Linked DNA regions of Capsicum annuum: region 1 is linked to region 2. A link is a contact called in public Hi-C data. All regions are on one chromosome and are shown on one strand. Each heading gives the region's core, a stretch centred on a gene start, on an enhancer-like site or on the middle of the called end of the contact. The rest is flanking DNA. Distances are from core to core; before and after follow the strand shown. Region 1 holds the start of LOC107867825 (sucrose transport protein). Region 2 has its middle 70 kb from the start of LOC107867827.

Region 1 (5,744 bases), core at 2,245-4,744, 190 kb after region 2:
GTTTTTTGGCAGAGTAAGAATCTTGTTATTGGTAATTAATATTGGGGACTCTAGAGCTGTGTTGGCTACGAGAGGCGAGGATGATTCTCTCACTGCAGTGAAATTGACAGTAGACCTTAAGCCGGATTTACCGGGTGCATACACGTCTATATCTTGCTGCCTGCACTGTGATATTTTTCATTTTTTTTGAAATTGTGTTGATCAACAAAATTACCACTTAATTTCTGTTCAATTCTAATCTCGAACTAGTTGAGGTTGTCTATTCGAATCCTCTGTATCATATATGTCTCTTTGATAAATCGTGAGCAGATTTTTCAAATTTATATGACTTTAATACGAATCAACTAGCATTTTGGTTTCTAAAATATTATTATAGACATATTTTTGGATCCTTCAGTTTCTGTTAAAGAATAATAATAATGAATCTTAATTTTTATATGACCACCACCATATTTACTTATTTTCACTTAATGAAACTTTAGTATTAACTGATCCCCATTAAGAAAATCAGTAATTATGCTTAGTGTGGTTGGAAATGTCCCACTTAATTATCGACTTATTTGGATTACCCCACCAGACAATACTTTCAAATAGGAATTGAACATATAGGAGACCATAGTATATGTATTAGAAAATAGTCATGCCGTTTTAGTTAAAGTTGCAAAATGTTAGTATCAATTTTCTCGTATATGTTAGAGCTTTGAAGGATATAGTCCTGTTTAGTTGTTCGTTTCCTGTTTGATACGCCAATGAAGTTTTTAATCTTTGGTGTAAATATAACACGTTAAGGAAATTTCAATTGGCAAAGCATGAAGAAAAGATTAAGTATATATAAAACTCAAAAATCTTGGCTCCACCTCTGTGTAGACATATATATTCTGTGTGGCATCCTACGTGGTAAATTCATGTCTTATATGGCGTTGTATTATGTCACATACGAATCCTCTGTATTATCTACCCTACTGATGAAATTTCACACTTTACAATAATCATCTACAACTTGCTTATTTCAGTAGTGGCCAGCTGTTACAATTTTGGAGTGCATATGATCATTCACGTATCAATAATTTCATCTGATTTCAACTGTCCTAGTAAAACATGAACTACAACTTCTAAACTTCTGTAATTAACTATAAATATTTAAATATATTATTTCTTGAATACACTTTTCTTATGTAAAGAAAGTTTAACTAACACAAGGATCATTATCTGTATGTGAAATTTTACACCCCCTTGAAATGTTGAATGTTCTCTCCCATGTGATTGCATACACACATGGTCATGATGAAAAATCTTTCGTTGATGAACGTTCTCGAATCGTCCATGTAAAACTAAATCTTAATGTAGTAGTTTACTTAATTCTTATTTTTTTAGTTTAAAATAGTTTTTGGCATCTAATCATTTTTAAGTACAATTCGTTATAATTTCACTTCCTCTATTACAGGAAAGATTTGAAGAAATATTACGAGAAAAAATATTATCAGAATCTGATATTGATCAAATTGAAGCATATTATCAAGCTGTCGGAGGAGAAAAGAAGCGAAGAGTATTTAGTCTTGGATCTGAAGTAAAAGGCTACTATGGACAAATTATTTGTGTTTCTTATGGAAAGACTTCATCTTCAGCTTCTCATGAATTGTGTTTAGCTTTTGCTATCTTTGGTATTGTGGATGATGTGGATTGTTTTAAGGATAGCTGGTTGATGTTTGGTACTATGGATGTTTTGCACATAATTATGTGTTTAGATGTTGCGCGCTATGTTTGGTATTGTGGATGTTTGATTTTGCTATCTATTTATGTGGGTTCTTTTGTATGAAGGTTGGATATTTTAAGAAGATTTTATTATCTATATATGTGGGTTCTTTTATGTGAATGTTGGATATTTTAAGAATTTTAAAAAATTAGGGACTAAATAATCAAATTTTTAGTGACGGACTAGCAATGAAATATTTGATCACGAAATAATCAAAATGACGAAATACAACATGAAATTAGTAACGACATCTATAAATATAACAACGAATATCTTCGTTGCTACAAAGTGGCAACGGATATAAGTCGTCTCTATGACGTTGCAAAATTGACAACGAATTTTATTTTTTCCATTGCTAAATGATTAGCAACGCGCAATACAGCAACGACACATATTCCGTTGTTGATTCGTCTCTAAATTGCTTTAGCGACGAATATATGTTGATTAGCAACGTTATCGGTCTGTTGCTAAATGCAATTTTTTTGTAGTGTAGGGCCCCATTTTGGGGGTAGCACTCCCAATAGAGTTTTGTTCATGCTCAGGATCGAACCCTCGACCTCTGATTAAGGGTGGAGTAGCCCCATCCGCTGCACCACAATCCATGTTGGTATTATTTTCCAAACTTTTATTCCAAAGATTTGATGCCTCCACCTTTCTAGCATTCAATATACTTTCTTCATTTTATTTTATATGACATATTTTAATCGAACACAAAATTTCAGTTATAAAAAAGAGTTGATAAATTTAATATATTATTTTTAATTAAGTAAAATTTTATAATTGAAATTAATGAAGATAAAAGTATAATTATATTTTAAATAATTATTAAATAAAAAATAAAAATATTTTTTTTTGAGGCAGACCAAAAAAATACCACACATAAAAAAGAAACGGGGGAGTATTCGATTTTCTGACAAATAAACATTTTTTAAATGTTGAAAAAGGACAAAAACCTTAAATGATCGGAGGGGTACGTTTTTTAGAATTTTTTCTACTTATACTACCCAAACTAAAATTTCTAGATATACCGTTCTATTTCAATAATTTCCTTTAGTTAATTATTTCTATTTCTTTTTTCTTAATATTAGGATCGGGTAGGGTAGGGGGTGGCGCGGTGGGGGCTGGTTTTAAAGCCTTTTATGGCCTTCAACAGTTGACAGTGGCAGTCACGCTGAAAGAAAATAATTTATTCTAAATATTAGTATAAATTTTTATTCTCTATTTTAATTTACGTCATCTTTTATAATTAAATAAAAATTATTTTTATTTTTAATAAAATAATTTGTAACAAAAAAAATGTCGAAGAATTTTTTAGGTCATAAATTTCAATTACGTTTCTTTATTTTTTAAATTTTATAAAAACTTTTTTGAAGTAACTAGTAAATTTATTATCATGTGATCGAGAAATCATTACGGGTTCAAGCTGCAAAAATACAAGATAAGATTCTCTACAATAAACTTTTATGGTTTGCCCTTCTTCGAACCTTGCATGTAGAGGAAGTTTAAGTACACCAAACTGTCATTTGTTTCTTAAATTTTGTATCTAGTCAAATCCTATAACATATTACAAATGAATAAAATATTTTTTGATTAAAAATAAATATTTTTTTATTTATATCTGTGTAAATTCTTATTTAGCAAAAAAAAATAAATTAGTTTATTACTATTTTTTAAAAAAATTATTTAAACATAAATTAAATAAATAAATATTCACATCCGAATTGCTAAATGGATTTGATTGTCCATTCCAACAAACACCATGCATTGCCACTGCCTCCGAAAAACAATATAAATACCCCTCACTCTCCCCCTTTCCTTCAACATTCAAACCAAAATCTTTTCCCTATACGCACACAATTACAAAGTAATTTTATTTAGCTAAAAATGGAGAATGGTACGAAAAGAGAGGGCTTAGGAAAACTAAATGTTTCCTCTTCACTACAAGTTGAACAGCCTTTACCAAAATCCAAATTATGGAAAATAATAATGGTCGCTTCTATAGCTGCTGGTGTTCAATTTGGTTGGGCTCTTCAACTCTCTTTACTTACACCTTATGTTCAATTACTTGGAATTCCACATAAATATGCCTCTTTTATTTGGCTATGCGGTCCTATTTCTGGTATGATTGTTCAACCAGTTGTCGGTTATTATAGTGACAATTGCTCCTCCCGTTTTGGGCGTCGCCGGCCGTTTATTGCCGCCGGTGCTGCACTTGTTACTATTGCTGTTTTTCTTATTGGTTTTGCTGCTGACCTTGGACATGCCTCCGGTGACCCGCTTGAAAAAGGATCTAAGCCTCGTGCTATTGCTGTTTTTGTTGTTGGCTTTTGGATCCTCGACGTTGCCAACAATATGTTACAGGTAAATTTCTTTCTAAGCTACATGCCGCCTTTTGAAATCCTAACTTATATATATATTATTAAAAAAAAATTAAAGATTTTATATTTAATTTATAATTAAAATTAAATTAAATTATTTAACTTTCAAAATTAAATTTTGTCACTTAAATTAAAATTAAACAAAAGCAATTTTGTAGTTTACCTTTCATGTTGAACCTAAAAAGGCAATAAGAAGTAGGCGCACGTCACAGGTTCGCGGCAGACATAAATAAATTGTTGAGTACTATGTTTTTTTTTTCTTTCTACTAGCTACTTGCTATATTTTGATAATCATAATCATATAGGGACTACATGCAATCCAAAATTCCAGCTAGACAATTATTGTATTGTAGAAATCTGTAAATATACACAAACAAGAAATATTAGATCCAAGAATTTACTAAAAATACTCAAGATTTGCAGATAAACATTATCGGTGACAGTTACAATATGTATGCATCTTGACACTAATTTAAATACGGAGAGGGAAATTGAAACAAGCCCTTTAAATTATTTACATGGGTGAATTGTAGTATTTACATCCGACATGCATTCCCACAGTGTCCTTCTACTGACACCTTTTAAGTAATTTTAAAAGATCATCAACTTTATTCTCAAAATAATACATTTAATAGTGTCTTTTTTAAATACTTATTGGAGTAACTAATTACAAAAGTTCACAAGTTGTATTTTTTTTCTACTTCCACCTAATTATATATCACTAAATTTTAATAATCCTATTGTACCTCCAAATCAAAAAGAAGAGTGTGATTGTTGATTATTCAATTTAATTAAATAGTCACATGCACTGATATAAATGTAAAAAAAACATTTTTATTAGTAATATTAATTACTAATACGTCATAATTAAATACAATTATTCTTTCAATTTTATTTTTGCAGGGCCCATGCAGAGCACTTCTGGCAGATCTGTCCGGCGGAAAATCGGGGAGAATGAGGACAGCAAATGCATTTTTCTCATTCTTCATGGCCGTCGGTAACATTCTTGGCTACGCTGCCGGTTCCTATTCTAAGCTTTACAAAGTTTTCCCTTTCTCAAAAACCCAAGCATGCGACATCTACTGTGCAAATCTCAAAAGCTGTTTCTTCATCGCCATCTTCCTTTTGCTCAGCTTAACAACCTTAGCCTTGAGTTTCGTCCGCGAAAGCGAACTTCCAGAGAAAGAAGAACAAGAAATTGACGAGAAATTGGCTGGTGCTGGAAAATCGAAAGTGCCGTTTTTCGGCGAGATTTTTGGGGCGTTGAAGGATTTGCCACGACCCATGTGGATTTTGTTACTGGTGACTTGTTTGAACTGGATTGCGTGGTTTCCGTTTTTCTTGTACGATACAGACTGGATGGCTAAGGAAGTTTATGGTGGAAAAGTAGGTGATGGGAGGTTGTATGATTTGGGTGTACGTGCTGGAGCATTGGGATTGTTGTTGCAATCTGTGGTGTTAGGGTTTATGTCACTTGGGGTAGAGTTTTTGGGGAAGAAGATTGGCGGTGCCAAGAGGTTATGGGGGATTTTGAACTTTGTTTTGGCTACTTGCTTGGCCATGACGATTGTGGTTACTAAAATGGCAGAGAAATCGCGCCAGCACCATGCCGG
Region 2 (5,908 bases), core at 683-3,182:
GGTTTAAAATACATTGATTTTTATTAAGAGTTGTGCATCTTTAAAATTTAACAATTATTAACTTGTTAGAATATGTCGTCATTCTTCACTCAAATTTTAACTTTATTCTCTTATTTTTATTTTTAAAGAAGAACTCTTTCAACCGATATAGCTCTCAAAATAAACAAAATTTTCCATGAAATAACAATCTAAGATTACTACGATAAGCTCAAGAATGATTCTAAGACTCCAAAGATAAGCTCATGAATCATTGGAGTCTTAAGAATTTTTAGAGAAGTTTCTTAAGAAGCAAAAAAAAGAATTTTATTCTATTTCTTTATAAAATTATCTTATAATCATCTTTTTGAAAAAAAAAAAAAAAAAAGAAGAAGAAGAAGATCTTTTTAGAGTGTCGAGGTATCCAGAATAGAAGAAAAGAGAAGGGTTTAGTAATATCGAATCTCACACCTTTAAAATGTAATTAGTCAACAGTTAATCCACTGAATTGATTACTTTTCAATATTCTTTCACTAATAACTACTTGCCCGACCTTTTCAACTTATAAATAACTGGTCTTTTTTGTTGAGTGTATATTACAATTCACAGTCTAAAGCACCACTTGAATTGCACTTTTATCACTTATCAGAATAGTGAAAGCCAATACTTTCTTTAGTGGATAACCCATAACCAAGGTATATAATGCAATAAAAAGTGTGCACTTCATCAAAATTTTTATACAACTTTCTTTATAGCCAAGGGATCTAAACATTTTTAAGGAGATAATTAAAAGAATTTCACTCGCCTAATTGTAACTATTTGTAATTGTCATTTATATATACTCGACATATAAATACACTAATTATATAAAACAAAGGCAATCTGCTATATGAAGAATTTGAAGAAGTGTCGACCACAAGCTGCAAAGGTCTAACTTTGGATACATATATACCCTGTAGGCACCACGTCTCGTCATCCTAAAGGAATTAACCCATTTTTCCTTAGCAATTTCTCTCCTAGCTTGCCGACGAAATATTATGTGGCTGGAGTTGGAAGCAAGTTTTGCCCACGCCTATTTCTCAGTGAACCAAAATCAATGCGGTCACAAAACTTTTCTTTAGGATGAGGACACGTGGGCGAAACTCGTTTCCAGCTCTAGTCATTGAATATTTCGCCGGCAGATCAAGAGATAAATTGCTAAGGAAAAGGAGTTAATTTCTTTAGGATGAGGACACTTGTGTGCATCATCTAAAGGTAAAGGATGGGTATATACGTACAATTTTCAATAGTTCGGGGTATATACGTATCCAAAGTTAGACAAGATACAAATAACCCAAAAATATAATGAAAGGTATTTACGTGAATTCGGAATCAAAATAAGCCAAGTTATAAATAAAGTGACCAAAATAGGCTACCTATTTAATAAGTTACCAAAGTAGGCTAAACGTAATAAATAATTACGTTTTTCACTTTTTTCTTAACGGCCAACTAACGAAATTGACTTTTGTAAAACGTAATAAATTATTACCTTTTATAATTTTTTTGTAAAACATAATAATTTATTACGTTTTATAAAAAAAAAAAACATAAAACATAATAAATTATTATAACTTACACAAAAATTGAAAAAAATAAATCAGTGTTTTTTCACATTATACTTTAATGTCTAAATTCATAAATCGTAAATAAAAATTACGATGTACACTTTTCATTAAATGTCTTCCATCCAGATCTGGTCCCCCTGTGGAGCTCTTGTAAAAAAAGAAGAGAAAGCCATGAATAAACCTAATATAGAGATAATTTCAATTTAGGGTGTATCAAAAACTCCATTTCCATTTTTGCTCCTTAAACAAAATTAAATCAAGAATTAAAAACTAACAACCCCCAATTTGACCCAATTAATCAAATAGAGAAAAAAAGATTAAATCTTTTTCCCCCACCCAATAAACTACAAGTCACAAATGGCATTTTCTAAAATTCACATTTCTTGAAAAGGAGAAGTTATTCAAACGGATTTCTAAAGAAGAACCAAACCAAAGAAGCCCTTTTTCTTCTACCAGAAAAAAGTAGTTCTTTAACCCCCCACCCTTCATACCCCTACGGGTGCTGCTGAGTTTTTTTGTGAGAGAAATGAGGATCACCGTCAATTCTTTATCAGGCGGCTAATGATTTTTAAAATTATTTTAATGTGATTTTTTGGGTTCAATATATTGATTGTTGGGGGGCGGGGGAGGGGGCCGGGGCTGTGCAGATCTGGGTATTTTTTTTTGTTTAAATCATCCTATGTTCGATATCCACTTTTTAGAAGTCCGACTATATTTGAATTCGTCCCACGTTGGGCCTCATTTGAAGGGAGAGCTCCCAACAGAGTGTTTGTCCATACTCTGACATAAAGGATGGAAGACATTTAATGAAAAGCGTACATCGTAATTTTTATTTATGATTTATGAATTTAGATATTAAAGCGTGATGTGATAAAACACTAATTTATTTTTTTATTTTTGTGTAAGTTGTAATAGTTTATCATTTTTTTTATAAAATGTAATAAATTATTATTTATTACGTTTAGCCTACTTTGATAAATTATTAAATAGGTGGCCTATTTTAATTATTTTATTTATAACTTGGTTTATTTTGATTGTGAGTTCTGTTTACGTACTATTGGTAAAAATCCTTACATCATCTCTATATCATCTAAATGATGAAACTACTGATTTTCCACTAACTTTTGATTTATGATGGCCTTTTTGAAACTCGAAATCAAAATAAGCCAAGAAATTAAAAAAGTGATCAAAATAGGCCACCTATTTAAAAAGATACCAAAATAGGCTAAACGTAATAAATTATTACGTTTTTCACTTTTTTCTTAATGATCAACTAATGGAGTTGACTTTTTATAAAACGTAAGAATTTGTTACGTTTTATATATTTATTTGTAAAACGTAATAATTTTTTACGTTTTATGAAAAAAATTTATAATACATAAAAAATTCTTATGTTTTACACAATTTTCAAAATAAAGATGACAGTGTTTTGTTACATCAAGATTAAAAAACTTTTGTGCCAAAAACTTAACAATTACTTACGTATTTAACTTTTTGAAAATTTGACTTTTAAGTCATGAACCGTGCCCCTCCCAACCCCCAACCCCAACTTTCTTTTTCTCTATTCTATTTCCTCTTTCTTTGTTTATTGTTTTTTCACACACTTTTATCCAAATAATTTATTTTTTTTCTCTGTAATAAATTTTTACGTTTTACATAAAAACTTAAAAATGATAAAAAAGAGAAGTATCAATTATCTCATGAACTTAACACTTTCTTTATATTTATTCTATATCAAAAAATAACCGCTTCTATCCTTAAGTATTCGATTTCTCTCTAAAAAAAATTATACTTTTAAGTTTTTCTCTACTCCAAAATAATAAAATGTTGAATTTTTATCGATCAAATATGATATTATCTAAAAGAATTATATTTTTCTGTGTATTAAAAATATGAATTAATTTTTCCGTTTAGTGTTTCGTTGAGTTTTCGATTAGTGTTTCGATTAAGGTATGGAGGAGACTCACATGCACAAATATATTTCTTATTAGAATTAATGAAGTAAAAAATTAAATTTAATTTAGGGGTGTACAAAAATCATACCGATAAAAATGTTACTGATTTATCGTTATTTTTTTAAATTATTGATTTATCGTTATTAATGATAAATTAATAACATTTTTATGGGTACGATTTTTGTACACCCCTAAATTAAATTAAATTTTTTACTCCATTAATTCTAATAAGAAACGTATTTATGCATGTGAGTCTCCTTCATATCTTAATCGAAACACTAATCGAAAACTACAATGAAACACTAAACGGAAAAATTATTTCATATTTTTAACAGAAAAAAAAATATAATTCTTTTAGATAATATCATATTTGATTGACGAAAATTTAATATTTCACTGTTTTGGAGTAGAAGAAAACTCAAAAGTGTAATATTTTTAGAGAGAAATCGGATCCTTAAGGATAAAAGCGGTTATTTTTGTATATAGAATAAATATAAAGAAAGTGCTAAGTTCATGAGTTAATTGCTACTTTTTTTTTTTTAAAAGTTTTTATGTAAAACGTAAAAATTTATTATCGAGAGAAAAAATAAATTATTTGGATAAAAGTGTGTGAAAAAACAATAAACAAAGAAAGAGTAAAGAGAATAGAGAAAAAGAAAGTTGGGGTTGGGGGTTGGAAGGAGCACGGGTCATGACTTAAGAGTCAAATTTTCAAAAAATTAAATACGTAAGTAATTGTTACGTTTTTGGCACAAAAGTTTTTTAATTCTGATGTGACAAAACACTGTCACGCTTTATTTTGAAAATTGTGTAAATGTAAGAATTTGTTACGTATTACAAATTCTTTTCATAAAACGTAAAAATTATTACGTTTTACAAATAAATATGTAAAACGTAACAAATTTTTACGTTTTATAAAAAGTCAACTCCGTTAGTTGATCGTTAAGAAAAAGGTGAAAAACGTAATAATTTATTACGTTTAGCTTATTTTGGTAATTTTTAAAATAGGTGGTCTATTTTGATCAATTTTTTAATTTCTTGACTTATTTTGGTTCCAAGTTCGCCTTTTTGACTCAAAGGATTGTAAACCTGAAGTTCAATTAGTAATGATTATTCATGCTTACATTCAAAGCATGTCAATCTATTCTCTCAAGTGAGTCGTACATACTCTTTAGGTGGAGTAATTTTCTAATGATTGTAAATTATCCATTTTGATTTGGTTCCATCACTAATTAACTAAGTAGCCAATACCAATTATTTGAGTTGCTTTGATGACTGGAACTAAAGTTTTTTATTGTATATGCACTCCATAGAAAACTTCCACAAATTCATTTATATAATTAAGTATTATGTGTGATGGTCAAGCCCCTCTCAAAATACACGAGCCAGTAGGAAGATTATATTGAATTAGGCTGAAGTGGATATTTGACTCATTTGATGCTGGAAAGTTTTCTGAAACCCCATTTTCTTCTTCTTTCATATATAATAATAACAATAATATGCTCAATTAATGCCAAATTAGAATTATTTTAAAATGTCAGTACTAAGTGTTAGTAATAATTTTTTAAATTAAAAATTAAAAAAAAAGAGACATAATTTTGTGGCTATCAGTTTCTTGAGTCTTGGGTGGGGTTTCCATCACAAAATTATACCTAATGATCTTAATTAAAAATAGGTATTGGTCTTAAATTTTTGATATCCATAGGCAAAACTTTAATGTCAAAAATCAAAACTTAAAATTATCCCTATAGGCAAAACTTTAATGTCAAAATTAAAGTCAAATATGTGCATGGAGCAGCGAGGTCAAAAGAGCACGACCACTGTAACGGGACGTCGTTGTAAATTGGTTGTTTCCGATAATATGAACAAGTTGTGAGCTGTGTTGGTCTACGAATATTTGTTTCGTGAGAGATTGTTGTGGCTGGTCCAGGCTATAGGTATCAAAGGTTGGTCCATTCATCTCACAATCTTCAAGCAATTCCGACCCCTACCAAAAGAACAGAAATTAGTTATGATTTTCTTTTTAGTTAAACAACAGAATTCTTTGCTAATTTTATTTAATTTGATGACAGATTAGCTAGTAGTAAACTCAAAAAGTTATGTCAGTTGTCATATATTGGTGGAGCTAAAATTTTTACGAAAGAGTTCAAAATAAGAAGAAATAAACGCAAGAAGAGGCCAAAGGGGTTCACCATTTACTATATATATATACCTAAAAAATAATTATAAACATGCATAAACAATTTCCAAAGTAAGTTTGAATGGACCTCCTCGGCTCACCTGGTGCCGCCCCTGGTTATGAGCAATTTAATGACGAAGTTGGTAGCTAGTTTTTTCTTCTTTTTTTTTTGGTTATGGTCTTGGGTCAGACCT

The links. Hi-C and Micro-C count contacts between places; a contact is called where the count stands out from the background.
Region 1: a contact with region 2 is called in a Hi-C map of leaf, with 3 times the contacts expected there. The contact joins the promoter of LOC107867825 here to the enhancer-like site in region 2. A contact is called at or near these places in 3 of 5 Hi-C or Micro-C datasets (leaf and placenta).

Annotation. Positions count from the first base shown.
Region 1 is chr4:92,418,875-92,424,618 of UCD10Xv1.1, forward strand. It overlaps LOC107867825 (sucrose transport protein), which reads left to right and starts at 3,495. Exons shown (of 5, transcript XM_016714267.2): 1 at 3,495-4,114; 2 at 5,035-5,744. The coding sequence starts at 3,638.
Region 2 is chr4:92,232,374-92,238,281 of UCD10Xv1.1, forward strand. No RefSeq gene overlaps it. Among protein-coding and RNA genes, the nearest start is that of LOC107867827, 70 kb to the left of the region's middle. Within about 2 kb of position 1,933, at least 4 of the 5 cell types and tissues checked have an H3K27ac peak or open chromatin away from gene starts, as enhancers often do. A contact at or near this core is called in leaf, where this site is marked.